Regions from separate parts of the Zea mays genome. Here regions 2 and 3 are each linked to region 1. The links are chromatin contacts, called in public Hi-C maps. All regions are on one chromosome and are shown on one strand. The core of a region is the stretch at or near the end of the contact, and the rest is flanking DNA. Distances in the headings are between cores, read along the strand shown. Region 1 holds the start of LOC732827 (wound responsive protein-like). Region 2 holds the start of LOC103653308 (QWRF motif-containing protein 4). Region 3 has its middle 51 kb from the start of LOC118476908.

Region 1 (2,965 bases), core at 212-2,711:
ATTCACGTAGTAAGATACTTGTGATAAACAAGTGGAACATAGAAAGTCAAGCAACTGATGAGATAGGAAAATCAAGTCCAGAAAAGCAAATAAATAAAGCCTAATTAAAACTTGAATGTAGCACGGCATTCTCCATATAAAAGCTGACCACCTTGTGTGAAGAATTACCTGCTTCTAGCACAGTAGAATTAACATAATCTTCATCACTGTCGCTAAAGTTTCCAGCCATGTATCCATTGCCATCAGAAGACGAGCTGAAGCTACAGCATGGACCTATGTTCTTCGTAGATGGCTGAGAGATGGGAGAAATGAATCTTGAAACGTTCCTGTATTTTGAAATGGTCCCAAGCTGCCCGAATCTGGTCAGGGAGTTGTTGACCAGCGCAGCAGCAGGCGATTTGGCTTGCATTGCAGGGCGGCATAAAACTGGTCCCTCCATCGCCATCAACCTGACTACATGGCAGAAATGGAGCCAATAAAAATATCTGTCACGGTAATACCCGGATAATGTCGCGGAGAAAATAATCATCGTGTGACCTATAGTTACGGAAAAGTCAGAAAATGAAAAAAAAAATGATTCTTGCCCTGAGCCTATGCCACAACTATCGGTTTTCAGTTTCATGGCACCGACGTATCAACCTACAGTTTGGATTCAGAAGAGCTGGGTTGCGCTCTACAACCCTTGATCCATAGTTAAGTGCTGAACTTTATTTTGCATCTCAATCCCCAAAACGTAGCGTCGGATGCCTAACCACTTTGCTGAATCAAGCACCTAAACATGACAGCTTCACATATCACTGATCGTCCCCTTATACCAAGTTAATGATCCCATGATTCGCACATAATTATGCAAGTCCATCAACGCCGATGTAAAAACTATCTAACTCAACTGACCATTCGATTGCACTGATCGCCAAAGAGAAGACACCCCCAAGTTCGCGCCACACCCACCTCAGTTATTCAGGTGCAACAACAATCATACCCCCCAAACACCTTCAGCGCACCGTACCCAAGCATTACAAAGCGAGCAGAGACCAAGAGGACAAGCACGAATCCAGATCGAAGCTCCGCATCGAACAATAAACACTCATCCGCAGAAAACCAAATCCCGTTACACGAAGAGGAGCAAGCCGCCGCTGGTCCAATAAACGGGGGGAGAAAAGGAGAAGAAACAGAAGAGTCCACGAGATGGGTAACGAGTCCCAATGGTGTGCAAGGGAGCCGAAACAATCGGATCGCAGACCGCGTCAAGAACGAACCTGATTTGGAAAACGCACGAGGGAGTCCCAATGGTCTGCTTTTCCAGCAGCAATGGCCGACGCTCCTGAAAACCGAAGAAGCAGAGCACGAGGCAACTTGGGAGGAGGTTGGGAGGAGGACGAGCGACCGCAGTGGATTATTATTGATGTTTTTTTTTCCTTTTTTGTAGCAAGAGGGAGGATTATCGTTGGTTTGTTACGTTGTCTTCGGGCGGAAAAAAGAATAGAAAAGAGGTGGGATAACCTTTCGCTTTATTATTATTATCTAGAAGAGAGTGGAATAGAAGGGGTGGGCGAGCAATCGCTACCAAATAGTCTCTCCGGCACAAATTAACCGTACGTTGTTATCCATATTCAAACTCAACTCCACCAACACTACAGTATACAATACAGAACAGTAACAAATAGTATTTTTTGATAAACTTTAGATAAACTACTACAGATAGTCTAAGAGATATAGATAGACAGTAAGATATGTCAGATTTATAATCTGTCAAACTAACAAAGACTACAATAACCTATAAACTTCTGACGGTTATTGTTATTGAAAATAAGGTCTAACCCGTCAGACATAACTTATTTTCAACATCTTAGACCTTATTTTCAATGGTAATGACTCACCGATTTTAAACGGTCAAAAATAAGATTATTTTCGATGGCGACAGTTAGTGGCCTTCTATAGTTAACCCGCATAACTCTGTTGACGACGTCCGGTGGACCCCATCTATCTTATATCCTACATTCCTATGGTCACCACGAAGCCGTTGGACATAATGCATTCAAGTCCGACCACTTCCAGTTAGTCGTCGGAAGTAACAACTCTTTAAGTCTAACGACCACATTTAAGCCGTCGGAAATAATAAGTTCTAGGGAGATAAAAATTCTCCGCGCTTTTTTTTTGTTAATTCATACAATTCATCCAGATTCATACAGATCCACATTCACACATTCACATTCCCATTTGCAACACACATTTACATTTACAAAAATGATATTCACAACCACAAAACACATTCACATATAGTTCAACATCACTGTCGGAGAGGAAATTCTCCGACCGGGTGGCGGAATGCACCCGCCTAAATCCTTAGATGAGGAGGGGCCTAAGCGTTTTGCCTGCTAGATGGAATCGGGAAGAACACAAGAACACACAAGGGTTTAAAGTGGTTCGGGCCGCTGGAGCGTAATACCCTACTCCACTGTGTGTTGTATTGAGCTTGAGAGCTTGTATGAACTTGTGAGACTGAGTGTCTAAGTGAGCTTGAGCCTAAGTTGGGTCTGCCTTGTAACGTCGTGTGCTATCCCTTTTATAGCTCAAGGGGGGCACGTACAAGTATACTGAGCCCCGACATGTGGGCCCAGAGGCAAAATGGAAGGAAGTAACTACTACATGTAACGCCAGGGTGATCTCCGAGCGCCATAATGTCTGTAGTGCATATAGTATTGATACCCTGCGCTGCCTCCTCGGTAACGCGCGAGTGATGATGAGCATAGTGTATGCCGCAGCACGAGTGTACTGCCTGCCAACGGAATGGACAGGCACGTCGCCTGCAGGATGGCCTGGTCGCCGCTCGTCAGCGGAGTGGACAAGGCTCATTAAATGTTGAGGCGGCACATCGCCTGCCAGTGGAGTGGACAAGCTCATTAAATGCCGAGACGGCACATCACCTGCCAGTGGAATGGATAGGCGGTGTGGCTTATCCGCA
Region 2 (2,965 bases), core at 197-2,696, 410 kb after region 1:
CTTTCCGCGCATCAGCGATGATGTAGCTAAAAGCAGGCTGTTCGACAACCGTTCGAGCAGCCGAAGACGCGCATTTCGATTGGCAAGCTGCTGCTGACGGCCTCATCCGCGACGGGGTCTGGCAGGACCGGGAGGTAGTAGACGAGGACCGGCGCAGAGCTGGAACGGGCAGAGAAACGGCCTGCTTGATCGGGCGGCAGGTGGGTTTAGAGCTCTCCGACATCTGCGAGGAGGCGTCGCTGCTGGAGTCCGCCGCCTTGTCTTTCCTTCTCCGGTGAACGATCTGCGCCGTCTCGTTCGATGGTCCCCGCTTCACGCTCTTGCCGGTTGCTGCGCCTTCACATGGACGCGTCCTCCTTGGAGGAGAACGTCCTGCTGAAGCATCTGATGACGAAGAGGCGTCAGACCTGCTAGCCTTTTCCGCAGAAGCGGCGGTTGTCGAAGAGAGGCCAGCCATCATCCCCGGCCACCAGTGTTTATCGGCGAGGGCGACACTGTTGGCAGGGGACTCCGGAGGGCGAGCATTCTCGTGTTGGCTTTGGTCGCCGGTGTTGTTCTTGCTCGTGCTCCTTCCACGAGGTCGAGGGCTCGTGCTCGTCTTCCTCTCAGCCACAGCTCCTGGCCTCAGTCTGACCACCGGCTCTGAAGGTAGGCCACGGACTAGCCTGTCTACCTTACTGGCAGTGGCAGGGGACTGCCCGTGCTCTGCCTCTGGTCGAAGCAGGGGAGACGAGCACGAGCTCCGCGCCGACGCCCACGGGCGGTCGGAGTCTTTGCCCTTCCTTGCACGGGGTGGAGTGCCGTGTCCATCGGCGGCCGCGTCACGTGGAGACACGGCAGACGCGGACCTCGCCGCGGCCGAGGGCTTCAGCCGAGAGGACGGCGCAGGAGAAGGCGCGGCAGCCGACCGCGCTCCGTTGCACGTCGCCGAGCCGCCGTCCGCAGAGGCGGGGCCGGGGCTCGGAGAACCGCACCGCCTCGCTGCAGGAGCCGCCGGCGACACCGACACGGGCTTGAACCTCGAAGGGCTCTCTGTTCTCCGACCGGCGGGGGCTGCTGCATTGTTCTTCTCGGACGGCGCCAGCGGCCGCCTCTGTGCGGCAGCAGCAGCCTTGCTCCGCTCAGCCTTCATGATGGATTCCATGACGATGACGACGAAGGAGAATGGAATAGCCGCGCGCCAGAGAGGCAGCAGTAGTAGCACGCACCACCCACATCGGTGTGGCTCTCATCAAGGTACGCGCGCCCGTCCGCCACTGCCAGTGCCACGGCAAGGCCACGCCACGCGGGGACTACCGGAAAAGACAGAGACACGGATCCAACCACCGGGATAATCAGCCAAGATAGAAGCTAGCGTTAACCATCTCGGACGGACTAGAGAAGGAGCAAAACCCAGTCCCCCACCACACCACGTCGCGAGCGGGGCCAAGAACCCGGACCCGGACCCCCCACTCGGGGAAGCGAGCGCTACAGCGACGACGGCGCACGCTCTGGCCACCGGCGGCCGGTGCATGCCCGATGGCGACAGCCAAGTGCCGCGGTCACGCGCGCGCGCGCATTCGGCTATGGCCTATGGGTTAGGAAACCCTCCGGCCGGTTTGTTGCTACTGTAACGAGTCGCTCTCGTCACGGGGATGCCGTTGCCGTCATGCCGTGGACTGGTCCGCAACGGTCCCCTGGGGGAAGAAGAAGAAGGCTCTCTAGCTAGCGCAACGTGGGGCTCACAGGTCACAGCCATGGCGAGATGGAGGGCAGTGGACACATGCACTGCCGTGTGAATTTCCCGTGACTGAAGGTACTGCTAGTGTGCTAGCTCGGACGGACGGAATCAAGCGCGGCGTTTCCTGCTGCTCATACTCGCCGGCTGCGACGACGCTACCGGCTACCTGCATGGATGATGGAATCCATCATGGAAATCTTTGCGGCCGACAGCGACACATGATGGAGCGGTAGTAATAATATACAGCTTCGAAGCAGCAGGGGAACACATGGATGGTTCAGTAACACTTCAGCATTGTTGGTTCTACGCAGACAATGAGACAAGCCCACAAAATCCAAGCCTCCGTGGTTTAGAAAAAAAAAACCGGAGGAAACATATATAGCTGAAAAATAGTCCAAGAAACAAGCAAGATAGATAGACATGAAGAGTTACCGGCACGTTGGTAGCAGCGGCCCACGATAAATAAACTAGTATTATAAAAATGTAGCCAAATTGGCTTCGAGTTGAGCCGTTCTCCAAGTCCAGCGCGCCGCCACACCATGCGCGCGTTTCTGGATCTGAAGCGACCGGCGCTATCAACCTGGACGCACCCCCACGGTGAATCAAAATGCCCAATCGCACGGAAAGGGACGCTTGACTTGGGCGCAAAGGATTCGATGTAAAGGCGCCGTACGGTACGATACGGTTACTGGCTTGGTACAGCACAGCAGCGCGAAGAGGACGCCATGCGAAGCGAAGCGAGGAACACGGCTTGAATTGGTCGGCATATAGTTGGCCAAATGGCACTAACACGACGGGCCGGCACTGGCACGGCACTAAAAAGCACGGCACTGGCACGGCACGGCACGGACCTTTTAGTGCCAGTGCCGGGCACGGCCCGTTCTTAGTGCCGTGCCTGGGCCACCACTTGGGCCCGTAGGGTCGGCCCAGGCACGGCACGGTAAATTGGGCTGGCACGGCGCCGGCACGGCCCACCCAGCAGCCGGCCAGCAGTGTAACCCGCCCCCGGCCCCCACTTCCCAGTCCCCACTCCCCAGCCGCGGCCGCTCAGTCGCTCACTCGCTCACCCGCTCTCGCTCTCGCTCAAACCCTAACTCGCTCTCGCTCAGCCGCGGCCCGCGGGCGATTCGGCGGCGTCCGGCGAGCTCCCCTCTCCCTCGTTCCCTCCGGCCTCCGCCTCCGCTAAGCGCTCCGGTCTCCATCTCCGCCTCCGGTCTGCGGTCTCCGGCTCTCCGCCTCGGCGCC
Region 3 (2,965 bases), core at 197-2,696, 310 kb after region 1:
CCGAGCCGAGCTCAGCTCGGCTCGTTTCCAGCCCTAGTTAAATCTATTAGACCATCAACATTCTGTTTGTGGTTAGAAGATTTATTTGCAGCTAGTTGGTTCAACTTGTCATTCCATTTCGGCTCATTTCGTAAAATGTTCCAGCAATGAATGAATTAAAATGACCTGTTATCTTTATCCATCTGCCTTGTACAAAGTGCATGCATCAGCGAGCTGCACATATTGAGGTATTAGTTCCTGTCATGCATATTAAAAACAAGATTTAGTACATAATGAATTACCTTGTTTTCAAATGTCTTTCCACTTTCATTTCTACCCTCAATCCGCAACCACAGAACTTATTCACGGACTCTTGGATAGTGAACCATCGACGCATAAGTGAATTTTGGCTTCGATCCAGTATGATTTCCTTCGTTCTCGACATGGAAGAAATCATATATCCTAGCCCAATAAGCAGAACGCTTTTGATTTCTGCCTTCAATCGGATCGGTACTGATGTTCAACCAAGCACTCACAAGTAACAAATCCTCCTTGTCGTTAAAATTCTTCAACCTTTTCTTTGTTTCCTTTTGTGCTCCTACCTGTGCCCACATTTAGTGATTCCTGCTCCTCGAGTGGACTGCTCAAACCCATAGACATGCTGTGATCAATCCCATTCAGCAAGATGGGAGTGGTTTAAGGGACGCGTTGGAGGCTTGAATTTTCTTTTTTTTTTCCATAAAATTTCAGTGTAAGAAAGATTTTAAGGCGCCTTTTGGAGATGCTCTAATGTTCCAAATGCTTTTCTTCATTGTTTCAACGCTAGGAAGATTATCACAGAGTTTTTCTTAAGCCCTTATCACTTTTAGTTGTCAACATGCTGGGTAAAAAAATGCAATCCTCTTAAAAAAACGTTGTTTAAGCATTTTTCTTCAACGATGATAGATAAGGACACCAATGATAGATAAGGACACCAATCAGCCGCCGCCAGCGCACTTGAGGCCTCTTCATCAGTTAAATTAAGCATGAGCTTGTTCATCACTTGATCTCCCTGATGCGATCATGCGAGCAAGATCTACTAACATGCCAGGCCGTTCCCTTTGATGCTTTGACCAATCAGCAACCAGCCACAGCTGCGCGCAGACAAATCAGCATGCGAGCCACGCCGCCTGCCGACATGGCCGCCGCCCGAAGCGAGAGCACCATCATGTCTCCCGGAGCGGCGCCATCTTGAGCGGTCGACGAGGTCCCTGCCTCTGCCTGGCGCCTGCGTGCCCACGGTGGAGGCTGGCGCGGCCGACAGCAGGTCCCAGAATAAGAGCAGGGGGGCCGCGCGCGAGATTAGCGGCGCACACGGAGATGTACGGAGACGTTGACTGCGAGCTTGCAGTGGCAGTACTACGACTACAAGACAGCCGCAGGGACATCAGGAGCCGCCATGCCCGCGCGCCTGTTGGGCTTGAGGGCGCGCGCGCGCGTGGGAGCGCGTACGCGTAGTCGCACACCTAGCCACGCCACACGTGCCCCTGCGGTACGTACGTGGCGGCCGTCATCATGTGAGTGGCAATTTGTATCTCCGCATATTGCGTCGGATTGAAATTTGATATTGGCGATCGTGAATATATAATACCATTAAATTTTTTTAAAAACCTTTAACCACTCTTCTTATTAAAAATAATATATTATTATTTTTATTTGTTTTATCACTTAAGATAGTTTGTTTATACTTGACTTAAAATTTTTATATTTTTAAATAAATATTTTAAATAAGATAACCGATCAATGTTTTCGAAAAAATCAACGGTATCGTATATTTATGAATGGGATGTATTAATCAGTAACACATGGATATTGTCTCTCTCACTTTAGCCATCATCTAATTTGTAAAGTTCAACCAGGTGGACAGCTGGAAAATTTGTGGTACACTGCCAGACTTAAAGGCTTGTTTGGTTTACTACCTAACTTTACATATTTTGCCTAACTTTTTTGACTAAGGTTAGTTCTTCAATTTGGACGACTAAACTTAGGCAAAGTGTGGCACAATTAGTCGCGAACTAAACAGTCCATTAGTGCGTTCGTACAAGACGGTCGAAACAAGGATGACGCGGCCGTCGACACTACCGAATCCTTCGTGTTGATGAAGTCGTCAGCTGTGACGCAAAATCGGTCGACTTATTAAAGCAAAGCAAGATAGCGCAGGAATGTCCTGAAATATTGGCCCAAAAAAACTAGTAGCAGTTCGTTGTCATTTTCAATCTTGACGAAAGAATTAACTGTGCTATACTTTGCCTAAAATTAATCGTTCGAATTGAAAAACTAACTTTAAACAAAAAAAAAATTAGAAAAAGTGTGGTAAGTTAGGCAGTAAATCAAACATGCCCTAAGTCCCAACAACAAAGGCCTGCCTCGGTCCACCATGAACGTTCAACAGCGACTCCCTCGATCCATCCTCATGGTAGCTTTTTTTATATATTTTAAAAATATCTGAAATCTTAAAACCATGCCCCGCAGCCAAAAAAAAATAGCAGGTCGTCCAACAGGGGCTGCACTGCAGGGACATGTATGTAACTTTTTTTCACATTAGTCCATGCCGCTCCGCGGTGGTGGGGCGACTGACTGCATGCCCGTCCTGAGGCAACTTACAATGCCCCTGTTTGTTTCAGCTTCTTGCAGCTTCTGGCCACCAAAAGCTGCTACGGACTGCCAAACGCTCAGCTTTTCAGTCAGCTTCTATAAAATTCGTTAGGGTACAAACCATTCAAAATCAACATAAACACATAATCGGTTCAGTCGTTGCAATAGTAAGAATCTGTCACTTTCTAGATCCTGAGTCATATGGATATCTTTATCTTCCTCCGCACGTAATCTTAATGATACTCAGATTCTCTACACAGCCAAATTCTTACCACAGCCAGATTCTCAGAAAAGCTGTTCAGAAAAATCTGAACCAAACAGGCACAATAGTCTTTCTTACCACTTAGGCAAA

The links. A called contact is a pair of places that touch in the nucleus more often than the background predicts.
Region 2: a Hi-C map of ear shows a contact between it and region 1, with 2.1 times the contacts expected there. The contact joins the promoter of LOC103653308 here to the promoter of LOC732827 in region 1. A contact is called at or near these places in 2 of 25 Hi-C or Micro-C datasets (ear and leaf).
Region 3: a Hi-C map of leaf shows a contact between it and region 1, with 2.9 times the contacts expected there. The contact joins the enhancer-like site here to the promoter of LOC732827 in region 1. A contact is called at or near these places in 2 of 25 Hi-C or Micro-C datasets (ear and leaf).

The regions. Positions count from the first base shown.
Region 1 is chr4:62,275,485-62,278,449 of Zm-B73-REFERENCE-NAM-5.0, forward strand. It overlaps LOC732827 (wound responsive protein-like), which reads right to left and starts at 1,462. Exons shown (of 11, transcript NM_001112438.2): 1 at 1,260-1,462; 2 at 169-453. The coding sequence starts at 445.
Region 2 is chr4:62,683,283-62,686,247 of Zm-B73-REFERENCE-NAM-5.0, forward strand. LOC103653308 (QWRF motif-containing protein 4) reads right to left here and starts at 1,447. Exons shown (of 6, transcript XM_008680245.3): 1 at 1-1,447. The coding sequence starts at 1,144.
Region 3 is chr4:62,581,740-62,584,704 of Zm-B73-REFERENCE-NAM-5.0, forward strand. No RefSeq gene overlaps it. Among protein-coding and RNA genes, the nearest start is that of LOC118476908, 51 kb to the right of the region's middle. Within about 2 kb of position 1,447, at least 12 of the 20 cell types and tissues checked have an H3K27ac peak or open chromatin away from gene starts, as enhancers often do. A contact at or near this core is called in ear and leaf, where this site is marked.